Linked DNA regions of Callithrix jacchus: region 2 is linked to region 1. The links are chromatin contacts, called in public Hi-C maps. All regions are on one chromosome and are shown on one strand. The core of a region is the stretch at or near the end of the contact, and the rest is flanking DNA. Distances in the headings are between cores, read along the strand shown.

Region 1 (5,241 bases), core at 1,199-3,698:
CCGAAAACTAGTCATACATTGGCTCAAGCAAACTAGGGTACAGTTTGTAGGAGGTCTTCAGTAGCACACATGATTTCCCAACTTGCAATTTGAGTTCCTGTGACTTTCGCAGGAAAACATTCGCCGGTTTTTAGAACCTGCATAAGCTAATTTCTTTTCCTTTGTGTTGCTTATCTCCTGAAGACAGATGAAGCGAATGTATATGGTCACTGAATGCATTTCAAGATTTTCCAGTCTCCAGCTTTTTTCTTTCTTTTCTTGAAGCATAGAAAGCAGCAACATTAGGTAGAAAAGATACAGGAAAGTGGCAGCAGTGGATGGTGGTACAATGGCTAGAGGATTTCTTTCCTTTCTCAGCCCTGCCTTGCAAAGTTCTTCGCAAAGAGATGTGAACTTTTCTGTTCCCTTGGCTAAGGGCATTCCACAGTTTCCAGGTGGTGAAGATACATACCTGTCCCTAGGTTGGTGGCTTCCTGCGGCAAAATCCCCAACCAACCAGCAGAGCTATGTACGTAGTCCATTTCTAGGCAAGGCCATCTTGGTGGGATTTTAGGTAGATTTGACTCACAAAGGAGGCAGACAGAGTGAGTCCAGGAGGTGTCTATAATGTGCGTTGGTGACTGCCTTGATGAGCTCCCCTACACCTTGCCACAGGCTACAGAAACATGTTTTAAAAAGACATGTCAAGTAGCTACACATTTCCACCTCCCATCTTTTCAGCACCTATCTCTGGAGTATGCAGTGTTTCCATCTGTCTGGTCTTTGCCTCAGAACATGGGTGCTTCTTGACTGCCCTCTCCTAACCTCGCAGCGCCCTCCGCCCCCCGGCTCTCCATACATGGTTCTTGCCATACATTGATCCGGGCTGTCTCTGTGAAGCAGCCACAAGCCGAGACACTGCATTAAAAATACATATATAGTTAAAGGTTCGTGGTGAGGCTGCTGAGTTAATGCTAACAAAGGACTTCAGAGGGCACTGTCTTTCCTTGTAAGGAGCAAAATTTCTCGGCTCAAATACCAGGAGGGAACAAGGGTAAAGGAAAATAAAATTAAAATGAAGAACTGACAGTCTCGGTTTTAGTAGTCTGGATTCTGGAAGTGCCAGGTGGAGCCTCCTTGGCCAGTTTAAACCTCTCCTGCGCTTAGTATTTTAAAGCAAGCTGGGAGGCGAAGCGCGGGGGTGCGGGGGTGCGGGAACGCGGGGACCCGGGGACGGAATAGACTCTGTTGAGGGCCCCTCACTCTCGAGCTGCAGAGCTGGGACATTGTTGCTAAGGGACCTCGACCCAGGCAATTCACATCTCCCTGGGCCTCGGTTCCCCGCCTGTAAAACAAGGGGGCTGGACCCGTCATCTATCCGTTGCAATTATGGACTTAATTCCGAATACCGAATTAAAAAACAGATATCTTAACTTCCGGTGGAAATACAAGTCTCTAGTTGCAAAGATCAAAAAATGATTCGTAAAAGTGATCACCACGCAAGATTATTTTTCGAATCGCCTTCCTTTCTCCCGCCCCGCGGGGCTATATTAAACGTGTGTGCGCTGGGCCATTACTGAACTCCAAACATCAGCGAGCGATTAAAAGCAGAAGAGGGTGATGGAGGTTTTATCTCTAGGAGAGGAGGTGGCGTGGCTGCTGCTTTGAGGAGTTCACTTTGAATCAAGCGGCCGCGGCGATTGGCTGAAAAGCACGTGGTGCGCTCCCCGCAGGACAGCGCCCGGGCTGCCGCCGCAGTCGCCTGGCTTAGGGCAGAGTCCAGCCACGGCTGCCGCACCCGCTGGGGAGTGGGAAGGGGCACATGGGAAATGCCTAGGGCTGGAGTCTCTTTGGCTCTCTGCCAACAAGGAAGTTAAACCTCCTGGCTTGCTCATCCCATGTGTCCCCAAAGTGTCCAGACTTTTGCCCTTCCATTGCCACTATTTCTCCCCACTCTAAGTGACTTACCCAAGGCGCTAACTGTGCCCCGTGCCCAGGGCCCGTCTTGGGGATACCCAGTTCGCCCCTTGCGGCCCTTTCCAGAACATCTCGCGGACTCTGGCATCACCGAGCTCACAGCCCCGGGCTTCGCTCCCCTGAGGTGGGTCCCTTAGATCCGGGGCTGTCCATTAACTAGGCTGGCCCAGAGAAGCTCAGACATTCGGACTCGGGAAAACTTATTTTATTTTAGGTTACCCAAGTAGCAGCTGCCAGCGGCTGAGAGAGCGCGTCCGCTTTGTCTCTCTGAACTCCCCGCAGCCCCCCTCTCCCGCTTCCTCTCCCGATTAACTCCCCCGACACGCTCTTCCCCAGCTCCTCTTCTCCTCCCACTCCTTCTCCTCCTCTTCCTCCTCCTACACCTCGGGCCGCGCCCAGGCGCTTCCTCCCTCCCCCGGTGTCCTCTCTTTGCATACGCGCCCCCTCCCCTCCCCGCCGCGCCACTTATAGCGGGACGCGCGGCGGCGAGGCGCAGACTGCTTTGGCAGCCGGAGAGGAGGCGGTGTGGTGGTGGCGCTGTGGAGAGTCCAGACGCCAGGCGGCAGCCGGCGCAATCAGCGCTTTCTAGCTCCCTCCGCCAGCGCACAACCCAACTCCTTCCGCGGCGCCTGCAGTGGCAGGCTTGCTTTCCGCTCCGGAGACGCGCTCCGGGAGACGCTTTGCGGGACCCCTGGGCACGGGGTCCGCGGCGTGGGGACTAGAAGCGGAGGCGAACGCCAGCGGTAGCCGGTTCGCGAGCCAGCGTTCGGCGCGCAGTCCTCTCCCGGGCCGGCGCTCCTTACGCCCGGGCTTTAGCCACCACTCCCCGGGGCTGAGCGGTCTGTTCGTCGCCTCCCGCCCGTGACCGAAGCTAGAACTCAGTTGTGCGTTGCGGCCAGTCGCCACTGCTGTAAGTTTCCCCCACTGCCCCGGACCTGTTGCAGGCGCTGCTGGCTTCAGGGGCTGCTTCGGCTGCAGGAGTGTGTTCGCGAGGGGTGAGCGTGCTCCGGGCAGCCGGGCGCTTCGACTTAGGCCAAGGGGAGCTGTTCTTGGTGAGAACATTGTGCCCTCCGCTGCCCTCCCACAGCAGGCAGGAACCGGGCATCGCTGGAGGGGTCGACCGGCCTCCCCTCCGCGGTGCAATGCCCAGGGCTAGCCGCTGGGGAAGCGAGGAGCCGAACTAAGGATACAGTCAGCCCCCCTCCTCCGCGGAAAGCAGCTCTTTCCTGGGGGTGAATGTCGCGTTGTGTCTCTCCCCGCAGCCTCCAGGGACAAGCGCGCGGGATGGTTGGCCCACATTGCACCCTCCTAGGCTCGGAGGAAAGTTGGGGCCACGCACAGACACCCTGAGTGCGGGCATGTTGCGGCGAAAATATCTACAGAGAATGAATGAAAACTCCTTTTTGAAAACCTAGTTTCTTGATCTGTCGAGTAACATTATTAGTTACAAAGGATAGGAATCGATGGGCGGGGTGGAGATGAAACATTGAGTTTATCCACATGCAGTCTGGTGTCGTGGGCACGGCCAGCCTCTTAAATAGCGTTGCAAGTGTTAATAAAAAGACTCGGCAAGAAGGTATTTTTTGTTAACAATATCCTTGTAATGTTCTATTGTTACCGGCAATATAAATGTCCAGAAAAAAATCTGCCTAGTTTCTCTTTTGATTGGATTGAGATCAGGTTCAAAACCTGGAGAAGCGTGCGGGGTGCTAAGCATCGGAGGCAGAGAGCCTGAATTAGGAGCATGAAGTGAACTGAAGTTACTGTAACTGAAGCCCTTTTGATGTTCACGGTAATAGCAGCTCTTTTCCCTGTCTTCTTTGTAGATGCAGGTTAAGTATATGTGTGCATTTTCTTGGCTACTTACTTGGCATGCAAATGTAATTTCTCTGGGGGCTTAAAAATGCTCGAAAGATGATTCATTTTATGCTGAAGGTGTGTTCAGTGACTTGTATACATGGTTTCTGCTGATACTTTGATGTTTGCACAGTTTTAAACCAGAAAGCAATTATTTCCCCTTGGGTTTCCAAGTTGACTTTTTATTTTAGTCAAACATTGTTGCAAGAATGTTGACTGTGATTTTGAGTGTGACTTGGTTTTCCATCTGGATGGCATCCAAGATGACAGGCTAGGCTCTTCCTTCTGGCTTGATGGGCTAACCTGGAACATACAGGAGCATAAACACAGGATGCAGAGAGTGTAGATCCTATGTCCTGAGGTCTTCTCAACAAATTGTTTGCGTAGGTGTAAATAAGTCTGGTTGTGAATGTTGTTTTGCACCATCCTGAATCTAATGTTCAGGGAAATGTGTTCTGGGCCCAGCATGATTCCAGCTCAATGTGCGAGCATTTTGGTTCCTGTACACTTAGTTGCAGGGAGCCTCATTCTTCCTTCAGTCAGGGTAGCATTCGCTCTTAGCCTGAGAGGCGGCAGCTTCATAGGAGTATGTAGACAGTCTTTTGAGGTTTAGGCTAAACATCTTCCTCCAGATACTTCAGATTGAATGTACTAATTAAAATAACAACTACAGTGGTGGAGTGTTGAGAATACAAATGAGTGTTTTAACCCTTTGGAAACCTGATGCATTCCCATAGGTTCATAGGGTCATTCTTCAGAACACTGGGCATTGGTTAGACTGGAGTAGACAGTAGAAGCTTAGCTTGAGGTGGGAGTGAGGCTGGCTCCTCACCATTTTTCATATCCTAAGTCACTGTGGAGGTTACTAGGTACTTTGTAAAGACTTCCTAACACTTGAGCTCTAGGACTTCGTTTCTTCCTTTCTTCCACTAAGCCTTGTTTACTCATCATAAAATGTTACATTCCAAAAGAAAGGAAAACCAGTTGCATCACCTAATGGTATGAGGCGTTATGTGTCATGCCCCTGCCTTTGCGGTTTGCTGTGGTGTCTTACAGTGGGGTTCACATCTGGTTGGGGAGTGGCAGGTTAGTATTTTAGCCCATGAATCTGTGGCAAACCATTTGCATTTATTAATAATTCTTAAAATATAAATGTAAAAAATATCTGAATGGTTAAAGGAAACAGTTTCAGCCGTGCTCTAAGGACTGGCTGTCTGTGTCTGGAACAGATACTGTAACCAGCCACACAATTTACCCTCTGGGGATAAACAGCTTCTTTAGGAATCCTTGGGTAGGCAGGTTCTTGAAGACTTCATTCCTTTGAAGTAACAGAGGGGTAATATAAAAGAAAAGGATGAAGGCGTGTGATTCAGTTTTTGAAGATGGATGATAGGGATTTCCTATGTCACTACCCTACTGTTTTCTTAC
Region 2 (5,304 bases), core at 266-2,765, 660 kb after region 1:
CCTCACCATTCAATGTGCTGATGCCTTGATCTTGGACTTCCCAGCCTCTAGAACTGTAAGCAACAAATGCCTGTTGATTATAAGCCACCCCATTTATGATATTTTGTTATAGCAGCCCAAACAGACTGGCAATGAGACTAGAAATTCCTGAAGGCAGAGGCAGAATCCTGCCTTTCTTTGCATCCTTCTCACATCACAACACAATGTCCTGCATATGGTAGATACTCAATACTCAATTATTGTGTTATTTGGTCAACTGGTTAAGTCTTTTTCTTTCCAGGCCCACACTCTAGGCATGAATCATCCATCATTCCTGTGTGGCATATCCTGTCATCTGCATCATGGGAAGAGAGCTAAGATTTTGTTGAACCAACACTATTACCCTCTCCCTACTACATTGCAAGAGCTCTTTGGGCCACAAAAGAAACAAATTACATATCCCTTTGGCTTAAGGAACTTCTTTTCCATATTTGAGGGATAAAATAAAAACAGCTGAAATAAATTGTGATGAATCAAAATGCCCCAAAACACCTACCTGGAAAACAAAGGCCTGAACTGAATCCAGAGTCATATGGGATGCAAGTGGTTGGAAGAGAAAATGTCTGTAAAGTTGAGGAAGGTGTTTGATTTGTCTTCTTCCAGACCCTTTTTTTGTATTAATATGTTTATACAAATATAACTGTACACAGGTATAGGATTTTAAGATATTTGACTTTTCTTTCCCTCTAGGTAGCCTCTTCTACAGTCATTCTTCAAGTCCCATGAGACTAAATCTCATACTTAGCAACATGAAGTGGACTTGAAGAAGGGGTGACATGGTGGAGGATGGGAAGAGGACACAGCCAAGGTGAGGAGCAGCTAGAGCAAGGACCTGGGTCCAGATTTCTAACTCCTCTTTCTTTCCCATGCTAAGGCCTTCCTTGCAGTTTCCCCTCCATAAAGTGGAGATAATAACATAGCACAGCATTCATACTTAACCAACATAATAAAAATGATATAATTAGGCTATAACTATAAAGCACTTTGAACTCCAAAACGGAACTGACTACAAAGTGGAAAGCTATTATTAGTGTGAATGTGGGCTAGCCCATTTTAAAAACCATAGCAAATGTCCTTTCATAACTAATTCCAGCCCTAGAAAGCAGTGGCCCTGCAGATTCCTACATAAAGAATCTTCTCTATGTTTCAGACAAAGGCATTGGACTGGACATAAAAAATTCTACCCTGAAAACAGAAATAGTCAAAGATGATATCAGAAGAGGTAAAATATTCCATATATAGGAAACAAACAAACAAGGCAGGTGATAAAGGTGATTAAGAACCAGTGATTCAGTTGAAACCTGAAACTTGGCCAGTCTGGCCTTGGGCTGAAATGACCAAATCTCATACTTATGCCCACTAGGACATGTTTGCACAATACTGTTAAAGCAATGCTGATTGTTTGGGTCCAAAACACAATTCACACAGAGAGTACATTGTTTCCAGCATGATACCAAGACAAGTCATCAGGGACTGAAGCATTTTCTCTCAGAAAACAGATTTGGGAAAGGAATAAATTGCCAACGACGTAAATTGTGTGCTTAGGTGATATCTCCCTCTTGTGGGAGAGGGTGGGGTGGTACTCCACGTTGACAGGAAGGCAGGTTGTGTGTCCACTTGTTGATGTTGTTAGAGGGAAGCAGATTTCAGATTGATCCAGAGAAAGAATTTATAACAAAGCTAGTGGGGAGTGACACAGACTTTGTCTCGAGATAGGGAGTGCCCCAGCACTGGGGATATTTCAGATGCCGGTAGAGAATCTCCAGTGGAGGGACTCCCAAAACAGAGAAAATAGACCCAGATGGCTCAGAGTGGCCTATTTAAGTCTGTAATCAGTGTGTTTCTTCATAATCCACCGTGGCTCTGCTGAACAGAAAGTGAACCTGGACCCAGGAATGGGCTGGAAACTGTTCTCCAGTTGCAAATTATTCAGCATCAACCTCAGAGCATTGAACACAGCTCTGGCTTCAAAGTTTCTTGAATGAGTATTAGCAGAGTTTGGGACTCGGGGATCTTTTCCCCTTTTTTGAAAAAAAAAAAAAAAAAATGCAAGAAAGCAAGTGTGCCATGATGTGATGGGAAACACAGTGTGCCCTGCTTCTTCTTCCAGGATCTTCTCAATCCTGGTGGTATCATGGCCCAAGGAGCTCAAGGTGTATCCTCATCAAAGACACTTAAGAAAATCATCATCGAGCCGGGTGCGGTGGCTCACGCCTATAATCCCAGCACTTTGGGAGGCCGAGGCGGGTGGATCACAAGGTCAAGAGATCGAGACCATCCTGGTCAAAAAGGTGAAACCCCGTCTCTACTAAAAATACAAAAATTAGCTGGGCATGGTGGTGCGCGCCTGTAGTCCCAGCTACTTGGAAGGCTGAGGCAGGAGAATTGCTTGAACCCAGAAGGCAGAGGTTGCGGTGAGCCGAGATCGTGCCATTGCACTCCAGTCTGGGTAACAAGAGCGAAACTCCATCTCAAAAAAAAAAAAAGAAAAAGAATAAAAGAAAATCATCATCATAAAAAGGACAAGAGTAAGAAGAACACAACTACCACAGAGAGTGTTTACTGATCTTAATGCTCTTCTAACTATATCAACTCATTTAAACCCATTTTACAGATAAGTGAAAACAAGATTCAGAAGTAGGAAATGTGGTTCCAAGTCCAGGCATTTGTTATGCTATATCCTTGAAATTTTAAAATTCTTTCTCTATCTCAACGTTATCTGTTATAGGTGCTGTATTTCTAGCCTTTCAGAGGGTGTGCCCTTGAGATCCACGGCAGTAGCCCTGATGACAGGGAGATCGGATCCTCTCATCTACCATCTCTGTCACTTACCAGCTTATTCTCATCAAGCCTGCTTCCTCATATAGAAAACAAGGGGTAGTATTATCTACTTCTCATGTTTCTTTTGAGGGTAAAAAGCGGTCATGTCTGTGCTGGTCTGGCATGATGGCTAGCCCAGAGGGAGCCCACAATGAATGGCGTGGCTCACCAGGGAGCACCCTGGAATTCCTCTGTCACGTGTTTCCAAATGTGGAAATTTTTGCAGAGCATCATGTTGATGACCAGGGTAGCCATTCTGATCTGTAACTGCAGATCACTTGCCAATACCCGGGCCTTCAGAAAACAAGTCCTAAACTGGGCAGGCAGAGCCCACCAGAAACCTGTAGTTTGATGGATATAATACCTGAGACATGTCAGAGCAGAGGCCGGTCTCCTTGGTGTTGACCACAAAAGCTGCCAAACATGCTCACTGAGCAGGAAGGACTGCCTCCCTCTTTCCACGGCTGGATTCAGGAAGTCGTGGGAAGTCAGAATCAAATGAGATTCCATGAAATCCAGTCAAGATGCTTGCAAGGGGGTGGGGTGCTTCTCAAAGTTACACATTAATTGGGGTAAGTTCAGATTTGTCTCACATCCTTTGTAAATTGATTGGAATCGGAATCACAGGACACTTCAAAAAGGACTGATAATCTTCGGGTGTTGGGATTTAGCAAAAGGCAACAGAAGAAAAACAGTGCTATCAGCCAAGTCTTTTCTCAAATAACAGGGCCCTGTAATAAATCCACTTATCCAGATTGGTGCTAGAATCTGTATGGATGTTATCTATGCCCTGAACCACAGTGCAATGCACAGGGAACACAGATCACGAGAACAGGGGAGTACATTTGTTTTGCTAGAACTGAATGGAATGAGATTGTTTATTTCCATGTAAGAACCGTGTGGTTTTAAAGTGTTGTGTAAAGAGAGGCTTTGTCTATTTCCCACAGGGAAAGATTGTCATTTGAGAGCCTTTGTCTTTACTTAACACCTGGAAATGTACTGGGGTCACCAGCCATCCTGGTTTTCCAGGGACTGAGGGGTTTTGCAAAACACAGGATTTTCAGTTTTCAATTTAGAACAATCCCTGGCAAACTGGAATGGATTGATCACTCTAAGAGCTTCCTTAATGCTTGAGACGGTGAATTTCTTCTTCCCTACTCTCCTTTTCTTCCTACCAATCTAAGTCAATAGCTCTGAATTCTGGCTGCATGTAGGACCATGTGGGGATCTGTTGAAATCCTCAGTGCCCAGGCTGCACCTCCAGATCCATTCCACAGCGAGCTCCTGAGCAGGGAGCAAGGACCCCAGCAGCTGGCAGCTGGCAGCAGGCAGCAGGGTGTAGAAGCACTGCTCTAAGTAGGCACCAAATTGACAATTGGTTGATGGGGCTGTTAATGCATATGCCTATTAAAGGAAATACTTTTATCAACCAAAATGCTTCATGATAACAACAATCTTATGCTAATTGGCTTGATACATTTGTATTTTTCTCTCAATGTCTCCTGAAAGCGAAACCCAGCAGCAGATGCTTGTGTCTAGGCACTCATCATCCCCAGCACTAAGCATTTTGCAAAATGATTGACATCTGTAGTTTTACAATCAAACAGGTTTAAACAGCAACAACCCACACTGGACTCAGATATGACCACAGAGCTCTTGTCGTCGAGAATACCAGCAATCTTCAGAGCTCTTAAAATATTTTTCTTCACCTGATTCATGATTTGTGTTTCAAGGCATGGAAGACAAAGGACATATGGGCACTGAAGGTGAACAGACCTGGGTTCAAATCATTCCTCTGACATTTCCTGTTTACTCTCCATAGGAAGTTCAAGTCATTTCAACACTCTGAACCTCAATGTGCTGACCTTCCAAATGGGAATGATCATGAAGTCTTCTTCAGCAAAGCCACTACGGAGTCTAGTAACAAAATTAATGTGTTGGGTTTGGTCCAGTGCCTGGTGAGCGATCAGCAAGTGGTAATGTCTTTACTCACCTAAGGGACAATGAGGCAGGTGGGTACCTACCTAGTAAACAACAGTTGACTCTGTGGAAAAATCAATATCTGTGGGGAAAAATGGCTTTGAAAGTGAGAGCTCCCCTTCTGCACCAACAGAATTTTTCATCCAGAACAAGAGGCAACTGAAGTCCTTCTCAGCTTATTTGCATATTGTTCCTCCCAGGGGGCCCAGAAGACACTATTAAAACAAGCCACGGGCTTTGGTCAGCACCTCCCTGAGTTGTTGCTTTTGATGAGAGCTTAGAGCTCAGATCTTTGGTAACAAATCTCTCATAGGCAGAAACAAGAAGGAGAGGACCATGTGCTCTGGGCAAGGAATCAACCTAGAGTTTAACTCCATCTGTTCCAGAGACAGAGAAGGGGAAGGGGAGGCATCTGGGTGCAGCTTAAAGCTTCTTATAACCAAGTGAATTGCCTACATTCCGCAT

Evidence for each region. Hi-C and Micro-C count contacts between places; a contact is called where the count stands out from the background.
Region 2: a contact with region 1 is called in a Hi-C map of induced pluripotent stem cells, with 4 times the contacts expected there. The contact joins the enhancer-like site here to the promoter of ENC1 in region 1. A contact is called at or near these places in 2 of 3 Hi-C or Micro-C datasets (induced pluripotent stem cells and skeletal muscle).

The regions. Positions count from the first base shown.
Region 1 is chr2:136,419,311-136,424,551 of calJac240_pri, forward strand. ENC1 (ectodermal-neural cortex 1) reads left to right here and starts at 2,449. Exons shown (of 3, transcript XM_002744865.6): 1 at 2,449-2,866.
Region 2 is chr2:137,083,821-137,089,124 of calJac240_pri, forward strand. No RefSeq gene overlaps it. Among named protein-coding and RNA genes, the nearest start is that of ARHGEF28, 370 kb to the right of the region's middle. Within about 2 kb of position 1,516, at least 2 of the 16 cell types and tissues checked have an H3K27ac peak or open chromatin away from gene starts, as enhancers often do.